Linked DNA regions of Mus musculus: region 1 is linked to region 2. The links are chromatin contacts, called in public Hi-C maps. All regions are on one chromosome and are shown on one strand. The core of a region is the stretch at or near the end of the contact, and the rest is flanking DNA. Distances in the headings are between cores, read along the strand shown.

Region 1 (4,919 bases), core at 1,048-3,547, 40 kb after region 2:
TGGTGTCTAATTTCTTGAGTTCTTTATATTGTTGAACTTAGTGCCTGAGCTGTTGGTGTCCTGTTCAGGAAGTTGTCTCCTGTGCCAGTGTGTTCAAGTCCATTCCCCTACTTTCTCTTCTATTTAATTTATTGTAAGTGGTTTCACATTGAGGTCTTTGATCCACTTGGACTTGAGTTTTGTGTAGGTTGATGAATATAGATCTACTTGCATTCTTCTATGAAGTGGAAATTTATGGTTGTGTCATGTGATGCTTACTCACATGGTATTTTGATGAGGCAAGACCCATGGGAGGACATGCGATATCTGGAGAGAGTATAAGTAAGACAGTGACAGGGTGCTTACATAACTAGCTGTGCAACTCTTCATTGGCATCTTCGCTGATCTTCACTTTGTTGAGAGAGGCACAGAAGAGAACTCCTGATGTTCCAAATGGTCCTGTTCACTCTGCTGAACTCATGCCAATTTGGCAGAGGCTTAGCAGTTTCTGCTGGACTGTGTCATCATTGCTGATTTGTGTTTGGTGGCACAAACAGAGATTAAAATCACCCCAAAGAACTACTAAAGCATATCCCCTTGTCCTATTTATCATCTTTTCTACCCTACCTTTGGACTCTGAGTTAGAAGGGGCAGGGTGTCAAAGTGTTTGAGAACCCTTAATAAAGTAAGTTTTGAAAAATCTAAGCCTATAGGTGGTACTTATCATGACTTCAGCATAATAGTTAATACTGCTTTGAATGTGGTAGAAGAAAGGTCAGGTTATGAGGGGTTAGCAAATTGTGTACTGTGTTCTCTAAAAGTACAGATGAGAAAAAAAATGGTTTGTTTGTATATTAACATATTGGCTTTGCAGTATGTGGAAGACATTGAAACAGCATATAAATACTTGTCTAAATCTTTGGGAGAAATCTGTCCCATAAATACAGTGCAAGTTTGTGCAAGTCGTCTACATAAAAGTAGTGACTAAATGCATAAAAATAGAAGGCAGTTTGTAATATGGCGATGATGGGCTGATATCAGAACCCATAAGGCATACTTTGCCATCTGTTACCTCTCCAACACCATTCTGCAATGAGGAGCATCTGTGTTCACCTCCATCTGATGCTCTTCACTCTTCACTCCACAGCTCACTGCTTCACTCCAAGATCCCTCATACCTCAGATCACAAATAATCCTACACTGTATATTACTGGGTCTGGCATGGCTGCCAAAGGGATATGACATGGTTCCTGCACCTGTGGTAGAGCCAGTAGGACATGGGTCTCCTCAGTGCTGATGGTGGCTATAAGCACAAGGCTTGTTTCCATAATAATAATCATATTTTACTTCATGTTCCTCCTTTGGGGGATGTTCTCCCTATCAAGGATAGCAACTCCTTGATCATCAGAGACAGCACGATTCTGGAAAGTGATTACGTGTCTCAGTTCTGCAGCAGTAGCGTCTGTGACCTTCAGGACAGCCCTTAAGGCTATGGGAAAGATCTCTGAAAATATGAGTTCAAGAATATACAAATTAGCATAAGATTATACTGTTCTATAGGATTCCTCAACTATGCAAAATATAAGGATCCAATATGAACTGTATGAGGGGCTTCACGGACCTGAGAGAACAGAGGCAGCTGCACTAATGAGTCAGCTTAGTCAGAAAGATAGTAAGGAAGGAGACAGGATTTGGTCAGTAGAGGTAAAAACCTGGTATCAGGAACAAAAGATGAAGGCTTAATGATACCCCTGCTTTCTGGGCTCACTGAATACTTTCCAATAATAAGCCTTGGAGTTGCTGAGATAAAGAAGAAAAAGTGCAAAGATTAAAAGAATATGTTAAGATAGTTAAAAATTATAAAAATAAGCTTCAATGCTGTTTGCATTAACACAAACAAAAAAACTAGAAAAAGTATTATACTTAAAGCTAAAAATTTTTTTAAAAAGTATAATACTTAAAGATACTTTTCTCACATATTTTCTCACATAAAAAATAGCCTCTATGTCTAGACTTGGCAACCACAAGTGCTATGCCTAGCAAACCGAATAGGACTTGCAATGTTAAAGAAAAAAAAAATGCTGTCTGGTTCATTTGCCTCAAATATGCTCTGTATCTTTAAGGGTCATGGGTCAAGGTCATAAAATGCTGGTTCATGGAATGATCAGAAGGAAAGCTGGGGTAAATAAACTGACACATAATTTCTGAGGAAGTAGTTTATGCAAATAAAAGTCTGGGCTTTGATCTGCCTGGGAGGTCACAGTGCTGTCAGCTTGCATCCATCACTGACTGAGTCCTTCTTCCACCGCTCACAAACACCCTTCCTCAGGACCCTCTTGCACAATGAACTGGCGCATGGCATGATATAACAACTGTGGAGTAACTAGTGATCTATTTCATTCGTAAATGAATGAATGCCTGGCTTCCAGCCAGGACTGGCAGCATGTGCCTATAATGGCAGCCCAGGGATGTGGAGGCAGGAGGATCACAAATTCAAGGGCAAAATGACCTACACAGCAAGACTGTTTCAGAAGAGATAGAAAGCTATCCATCCTTTTATATGTGTGCTTTCCTATAAATAAAAAAGACATTTGTCAGGATGGCTTGAATATAGAAGCTGAAAGCATAACAAAAAAAAAAAAAAAAAAAAACTATAGTGGGGTGGAAACCACTACCTTCAGCATATAGTGAGACTTTTTCTTTTTTTTTCATACTGAGTATAGATGAATTAAGAACATTCTAGTAATGATGAATATAAGAGTCTTCCTCACCTTATCAGCATCCTTCTCCCTCTTCATCTGCTATCCCAGGTGATCAGATGCAAAGCTGCTGTGCTCTGGAAGCCTGGGGCCCCACTTGCCATTGAGGAGATAGAAGTGGCCCCACCAAAAGCAAAGGAAGTTCGAATAAAGGTAAAAACAAATTCAACATTTCCACATCAAAACAAAAGCCATTCACTGTATATCCTTTCCAGAATTCCCTATTCAAAATTAAAACAGCATATTCTTTTGCCTAGAAAATGTTAGGGAGAATTAATACATTTTTATACTAAGTAGAATAAGAAAACTAGTTCAATGTTTTGTTTTGTTTTTTTAAGTTTAGTTACATGCTTGAATTTACTAGGGAGCTTGAAAAATGCTAACTGCATCTCATCTCAAATTATGAGTTGATTGGCTGGGTGTGGCATCTATCCCCAGATGATTCTAACTGGTTCCCAGCAAGCTAGAATGCAGTTCATCTGACTTGTGGCTCAAGGTCATTAGGTTATTTTCATTACCATGGTGGGGAGTATGTATTGTTTACTGGTGGACTATAGAGAGATAGCTATTTCTAAGTTCCCTTACCTATACAATCCATACCCTCTTTTTCTGCACCTTCTATGGTATCTATTCTTTACTGGGTGAGGAGTATGGCATTTAGCAATCGCCACAGACTACACCCCAACAATGTCACAATTCTTACAAGCAGTTTTAGACTCAAAGACATCCAGCCATTATCTGACAAGCTACAGTCTGACTCTCTCACCTGTGCATTTGATCCAAAATACAGAGCCGGGTAGATTATGATAAGCAGTGGAGAAGCTGCGTGGGGGTGGTGCTGGTGGCCATCATTAGTCAGGTGATTATGATAGATGAAGGTAGAAAACCTGCCTTCTGTAGGTAACAGGACAAAGCCAGCTGGGGCCACTGAATCAGCGAAGAAGAATAAACACAGACCAGATTTCTTGGTGCATTTCTAGAACCACGAGGTTTCAATGTCTGTCCGATCGTCATGTCACAAGCACAACACAGTTAGGACTTACAATGAAGTGGGACTATTAACAAATCCTTAAGTGTCTTTGAGAAATAAACTAAAACTTTAGCTAAAATAGGGAGTTAAGGAAGAGCACTGTGTTCCCTTACACAAATACCTATTACAGTTGCCCATGGTGAGAGCAGCAGGTCTGAAGCCTTCACAACAGGCTAACCTCTGTCATCTCTGCTCTCCACACAGATTGTGGCCACAGGAAGCTGTGGTACCGATATAAAAAGTGTGGACACAGAATACTTTTCTCAGTTTTGCCCCATCATTATGGGCCATGAAGGCGTTGGGATAGTCGAGAGTGTGGGGGAAGACGTACGCACGGTAAGAACAGGTAAGAAGCAAAGCCCAGCACTGAGAAACAGCAAGGCTTGGAACCCACAGCGGAAAACCGACTTAAGGCCATCCCTTAAATGTGTCATGATGAAGCAACCAAAAGGAAAGATGGAACACTGCCCACTTCTGCGAGGAGTTGTAATTGTTTCTAAATTACACCACAATTGTAGTGAGGTTTATTCTTCAGATTTATATTTTGAAGTAGAATGCACCGAATCTATACCTAATAAAGGTTCATGTGAGGAGGAAAGCTACAGAAAATGGGTAAACTGGAATGCACTGCTGAACAGTTGTTTAACTAAAGCAAGGCCAATGGCCTATATCGATAGACTGGGTCTCTTGGATCCCCTTGACCAACAACTTGAAGGGAGGTATCCCTTTGCTGACACTGGGAGTTCAGATAGCCTATGACTCCTGAAGGAAGTGCTGTCACCTTAGGTGTGGCAATTCAATCTAAACAGAATGTGTGCATGTGTATGTGTATATGGGTATGTGTGTTTAGATATATATGTGTGTGTGTATATATATATATGTGAAAATGTGTGTATAGTATGTATATAAGTATATGTGTGTGTGTGTGTGTATAGATGTGTGTAGATCTGTGTATATATGTGTGTAGACATATGTGTGTGTGTGTGTGTGTACATATTATATGGTTATTGTTAGGTAGGCATATTAAATAATCTTAAATATTTCTAGTCTTGTTTTATCCTTCCTCACTCTTTCTCCCTCTGTGTCCCCTGTTTGCCCCTCACAGTTTGGTCCTTACCTCGTTTCCTCTATTCCCTCCTCCATAGCATCTT
Region 2 (5,647 bases), core at 952-3,451:
AGATAGTAATCCCCTGTCAGCATAGGTTTTTCTCACATTTTACATGTCAAGTTTCTATACTGGACAATTCTCCAACTCCTTATAGACTCCACCTTGGCCTCTTACAATCTAATTCAGTTCTGATACAAACTACCTAAAGTTAAACACAAAGCCCACAGCTCGGTTCCATGAAACTGCCTCCCATGTCAGATGCTAATCAAGGCCAATGGATGGCCAAGGTTACTCCTGTCATTGACACTGTGAAACCACCTGATTCAGTGACCTTTCCTCAGGTCTAATATTTTGCTGTACTAGCTCACAGAACTCAGAGAACAACTTCAGGTTAATTAGAAAAGATATTAAAAAGATATAAAAATAAATTAAAGGATGTAGGGCAAGATCCAAACAGTTCCTGGAAACATGGGACTCTGACCTGTTAAATTGAAGTTTGCCCTCCCAGCACATGGGTGTGTCCACCAACCTACAAGGTATCCCGACCCACAGGAATCGCCATGGCATAGACATGATAGGAACATTATCTGATTTCTCAACCCTCTCTCCTCCCTAGAAGATAGCAGGTGAAACTGAGCATGTCAAGTCCCTAGTCATGGCTTGGTTTCTGGTGACCAGCTGTCCTGCTGAGACTATCAGGAGTCCTGCTGAGCTGCCTCAGTGGAACAAGTTCTCCTGTACCCCATTCTCTTATAGCCTAGCATATTCAGGGACTGAGGAGTTCTATGCATGTCATATTCATCACTAAAAAAATTCCTGAAAGTCAGGAGTGCTGTGTTAGGAGCCAGAAACAGAGACCAAATGTGTGTGTTTTACTGTGTCAGAAATCACAGTCAGGAAGTGAAGGAGAAACAATACATCTAACTATCCCTTCACTAAGGAGTTTTTGTACAATACATAATTAAAGGAATTGTTTTGATTCTAATTGTGCTATGCTTATCATTTTAACTAGACTGAAGAATTGTAGGCACTCAACCTTTAACTTGTTGTTATGGGAGATATTTTAGAGCTGTAGCCCTAAGGAACTTATTATGCATCTATTTTGATGGCTAAAGCAAGGAACACCACGTTCTCCTCTATTTCATATTTGGTAATTTCTACTACAGACTAATGGCTTGAATGACCAAGAGCAGTGTTAATAGAACACCATGACCAACAGCAGTGTTATAGAACACCATGACCAACAGCAGTGTTACAGAACACCATGACCAACAGCAGTGTTATAGAACACCATGACCAAGAGCAGTTTAAGGAAGAAAGCATTTATTTTACCACATGATTCCAGAGGGAGAGTTCACCATGCTGAGGAAGGCATGGTACGGTGGCAGATGCATTCATGAAGCTGATAGAGGGAGAGGAAGAGGAAGATGGAGACAGAGACGGAGATGGAGACAGAAACACAGAGAGACAGAAACACAGAGAAAGACTCATGGAGAGAATAGGAAGCAGTGTGGGATCATAAACCTTCACACACACACACACACACACACACACACACACACACGTACAACGTCCCCCAAATGTCCCCACCAGCTGGGGGTCAAAGGTTCGAATTCAGGAGCCTCGGAGACATTTCTTATTTTAACTACCACACGTATGTATTCATACTGAGTTGAGTTTCTTGCTTCTACAATCAGTAAAAGAGGCTTCCTAAGATGCAGCAAATGCAACCATAAGCAGCCTAGCTCCAAATGCAGGCTAGCCTTCAGGTGGCAATCCAGCTCAAAGACATTAGCCAGAAGGCAGCAGTTCAAAACAGAAGTTTGGGAGCAGTCAGCAGCGTAACACAAGACTTCAGGAGTGTATGTAGATCAAGACTTCAGGCGTGTAGATCACTGCTGAACCCCGTGCTTGCGGGAACCAATGGCCACCTGCTACTCTTAGAGGCTAGCTTTTATTTTTACATAAAATTGATTCAAATGTGGATAGGTCATGTCACACATGCACCAGGAAGGAAGGAAAAAGATTACTGACAAAATGGTACTTGCTGGGAGAGCAAGACAGGCTCTCAAGAAGGGACATAAGTGGTTTGAAAGCTCACGGTGAAGCCAGGCCAGCAACATTAATGGAGACTGCTGAGATTCATCGTATAGTCAGAGAGAGGGCATGAAAGGAGCGGGAATGGCGAGGACATGACAGCTGCCACAAATAGCCAACGTAAAGTCCGGCTTCATTACAGCCACTTCCTGTGACCGGAAATACTGCAGGAGGGAGAGGAAGGGCTGGCTAACGTCAGGATGGAAGAAGCGTCATGTGTCTGGGAAAGCTGAAGCCTACAAGGTTCTCCATGACCTTTCCCAAGGGTCGTGGAAGCAGTTAAGCAACTGCTCAAGAGAGACTCTGACCAGCAAGGCGCAGAGAGGTCTCTGAGACTGTGGAACTCCTGTGCAAGCCATGCGGAGCGTTCCAGAGATTCAGCCGGGTGATGATGATGCGGCTGCTTTGAAGCCATCCTTGCTCCTGCAAATGATGCTTCACCCCTGTTAGGAGCCCCAATAAAAACTCAGTGGTTCAACAAGTTAGACTCCGGTGCAGTCGTTACTTCAGTCCGCCCTGCATTTACTCTCTGAGGTGAGTAGATGTATGCTTCATGCTGCTCTAGCAAATATTTGTCAAAAAATAATAATAATAATTGCTTTTCATTGATTGTGCCAGTTTAAAACATAATGTATGTGTTTTTTGATGGTTCTTGTTTTCTCGCTTATATTAATGCTTGATGTGTTTTTCTTTCAAGGTGTTAAATGTGCAGAGCTTGATGTGTTTTTCTTTCAAGGTGTTAAATGTGCAGAGCTTGGTAGGACACTCCCGTATACGTGGCACTTCGGCAGGTAGAGGCAGGTAGATCTACTACAACCTGTTTAATTTCACTCTCTCGTACACCCGCCCCACCTGAACACCCTTTATCAATCTGTACTTTTCTTTCTAATTTTTTCTCATGCCTCATAATTCCCCCCACCCCACCCCAGCCCATCCACAAACTCAGGGCAGCTGAAACAGGAATCCTTGTTTGAACCTTGGGACAAGCTAAACCTATAAGTCTTTAGGAAGTTTGGTCTGCTCGTCCAGAAAGGAATGATTCAAAACATGTAGCCTAAAAGTGGTGTTCAGTATCAGAAGACAGGATGTGCAAATGGTTCGCTGCAGAAACTTTTCTTCATCTCTTTTCTTCTAAAACACCCACTCCCTTTCCTCTTTTGCTTCTACTCCACCATCTTTCCTCCTCAGCTTTCCTCGCCGGCTTCTTCCTTCTGTTATCCTTCTCTCTTTGGATTTTTTTCATTTCTCTCTTTCTCTTCTCCTCCCTCCCTGGTTAGTGCATAGCATAGCGCGGCTGAGTCACTGTGGAGTATAAGAGAACATTTGTGCTCAGTCCAGCAGGTAACCGCTTGAGACAGAAGAGCCCTCCAGTCTAAACCTTCCAGAAGCAAAGATGGAACAAGCCAGCCTCGCCACAAAAACATCCAGCAATGTAAGTCAGGGTTTGCTCTTGGAACATAGTCTCCTGAGTGGTTATCATTATATTATGTGTGTGCGTGTGTGTGTGTGTGTGTGTGTGTGTGTGTGTGTGTGTGTGTGTGTTACTATTTAAGGCTCTGTTGAGAGCACGCTTTACACAAATGAAGAACTATAATTTGCAAGTCAGTTTTAGAATATTACTATCAAAATTACAATAAAATAAGAACTGTTATTAATTAAAGAAAAAATGTAGAAACTTGCCCAAAAGGGGAGATACTACGATCGCCGAGGTGTTTTTTCTGGCATGAGGCTCCTCCACTGCACTCCACATATGCTGACCCTTATCATTTTCCTAAATTCGAAAAACTACATAATTTGTAGTAGCTGGGGGCTGTGTTTCCTCTTCTCCCTTATTTTTGTGTTGAAAACTAAAGAAACAAACAACTTAGTCAATCCTGAGAAGTTAAAAAATGAAATATAATGCTTAAATTTGTATCTTCAAAATATCTACTATAAAGGAAGATCAATACAGCAAACGGAACTGTGTGGAGATTTACAGGCTAAACTGAATACATGCTATAGGGTGGGAGAGGTCACTTGTAAAGGCAAATTAAATGATGTAGGTCATATTTCAATAGGACAGACTTTGGTTAGAAAAATAAAATGGATAATGATTCTTGTTTTACTTCCAAGGTAATGTTCATGTTCTCTAACAACATTCTTTGCATGACAGATTATAATCTTCTCTAAGTAAGTAATTAATATTAGAAACTGTAATGCAGACATTTAATTCAGAGAACAGAATTGGATTTCATGAACCAACATTAATACGCTGTGACATTTTAAATACAGATAAATCAACTAAGAATTCCAATCAGCTCTCTGGAGCTAAAAGAATGTGTAATACCCCTGTATATGTGCACATTTAAATATACAATACACATATATGTATAGATGTGAACTCATCTCCCATTATAACATTTTATTTCAATTTTTATCTAAATCAGACAGATGTAAAATATAGATGTGATTGTTTCCAATGAGTAAGTAGATTATTTCACCTCAAACAGACATTAGCAAGATGGTTGGTTGGACAGTGAATGCAAACTGAACGCCTCATCTCACCTGTTTGTAGCTCATTAACAGTCAAACTACTTTATGACTTCATTTCTGTATGCATATAGGTCATCAGATGCCGGGCAGCTGTTGCCTGGACCACTAATGCCCCGCTGTCCATTGAGGAGGTTGAAGTTGATCCACCAAAGGCTGGTGAGGTTCGAGTTAAGGTAAATTAGATGGTCTGTTGAGTAGGTGTGGGTTGTGTATACGTGCATTTGCAATGATTTTATAATTTAGGAAATAAACACTAGTCTATACTAAAGTGAAGACTTCCTATGATTGATTCCTAACAGATTGATATTAGCATGTAGTAATAGTCAAGTGGGTTGCTGCATTCTGCTAAAAATGTCACAAACTTAAGATATATAAATACCAAGTGGTCAGTAATATTTTTTTAAATACTATTGCTTTTTAGACTTAACAGTAAAGCTGGGGAGTTGGTTCTGTGGGTACAGTACTTGTTATGCAAGCGGGAGGCATTCATTTGTAGCCAGGAGTTGGTGACAGGAGAGTCCCCAGAACTATCTGGCCATCCAGGGTAGCCGAAGGGATGAGCTTCTGTTTCAGTGGGAGACCTTGTCTCAAAAAAACAGAGAGAAACAAATGAGGAAATAGACTTCTGCTTCTGGCTTTTGCATGTGTGCACACATACAAGCACATGCACACATACGCGCACTATAAACACACATACACACAGGAAACTGTCTTCTCTCTCTCTCTTTCTCTCTCTCTCTCTCTCTCTCTCACACACACACACACACACACACACACACACACACACACACACACGGATAACCTCGTGTATATATACACACACGGGAAAGCTCATGCATACATGTACACACATACACATAAATTAAGGTCTGTGCAAGTCAATACAATTATTGGTTCTGAAACCTCCTTCTCCCACAGTTACTGAGCTATGCTAATATATAGCCAATTGGTAGCTATAGAGCTAGGCTGATATATAGCCATTTGACAGCTATAGGTGTCCTCCAAAACTTGTGCTGAAGTGTAGTTGCCAATACAATGGTCCTACAACAATTCCTCTGAAAAGTGAGGGTGTAGATCCCACTTTGCC

Evidence for each region. A called contact is a pair of places that touch in the nucleus more often than the background predicts.
Region 1: a contact with region 2 is called in a Hi-C map of liver, with 2.0 times the contacts expected there. The contact joins the enhancer-like site here to the promoter of Adh6b in region 2. A contact is called at or near these places in 2 of 39 promoter capture datasets (embryonic stem cells and liver), 2 of 484 Hi-C or Micro-C datasets (both in liver) and 2 of 9 other capture datasets (adipose tissue and liver).

Annotation. Positions count from the first base shown.
Region 1 is chr3:138,379,039-138,383,957 of GRCm38.p6, forward strand. It overlaps the pseudogene Adh6-ps1. Among named protein-coding and RNA genes, the nearest start is that of Adh4, 34 kb to the right of the region's middle. Within about 2 kb of position 2,298, at least 5 of the 459 cell types and tissues checked have an H3K27ac peak or open chromatin away from gene starts, as enhancers often do. A contact at or near this core is called in liver, where this site is marked.
Region 2 is chr3:138,339,438-138,345,084 of GRCm38.p6, forward strand. It overlaps Adh6b (alcohol dehydrogenase 6B (class V)), which reads left to right and starts at 2,202. Exons shown (of 11, transcript NM_001370857.1): 1 at 2,202-2,562; 2 at 2,726-2,829; 3 at 3,362-3,460; 4 at 4,632-4,733. The coding sequence starts at 3,422. LOC115489864 (a small nuclear RNA gene) reads left to right here and starts at 3,701; the gene lies at 3,701-3,859.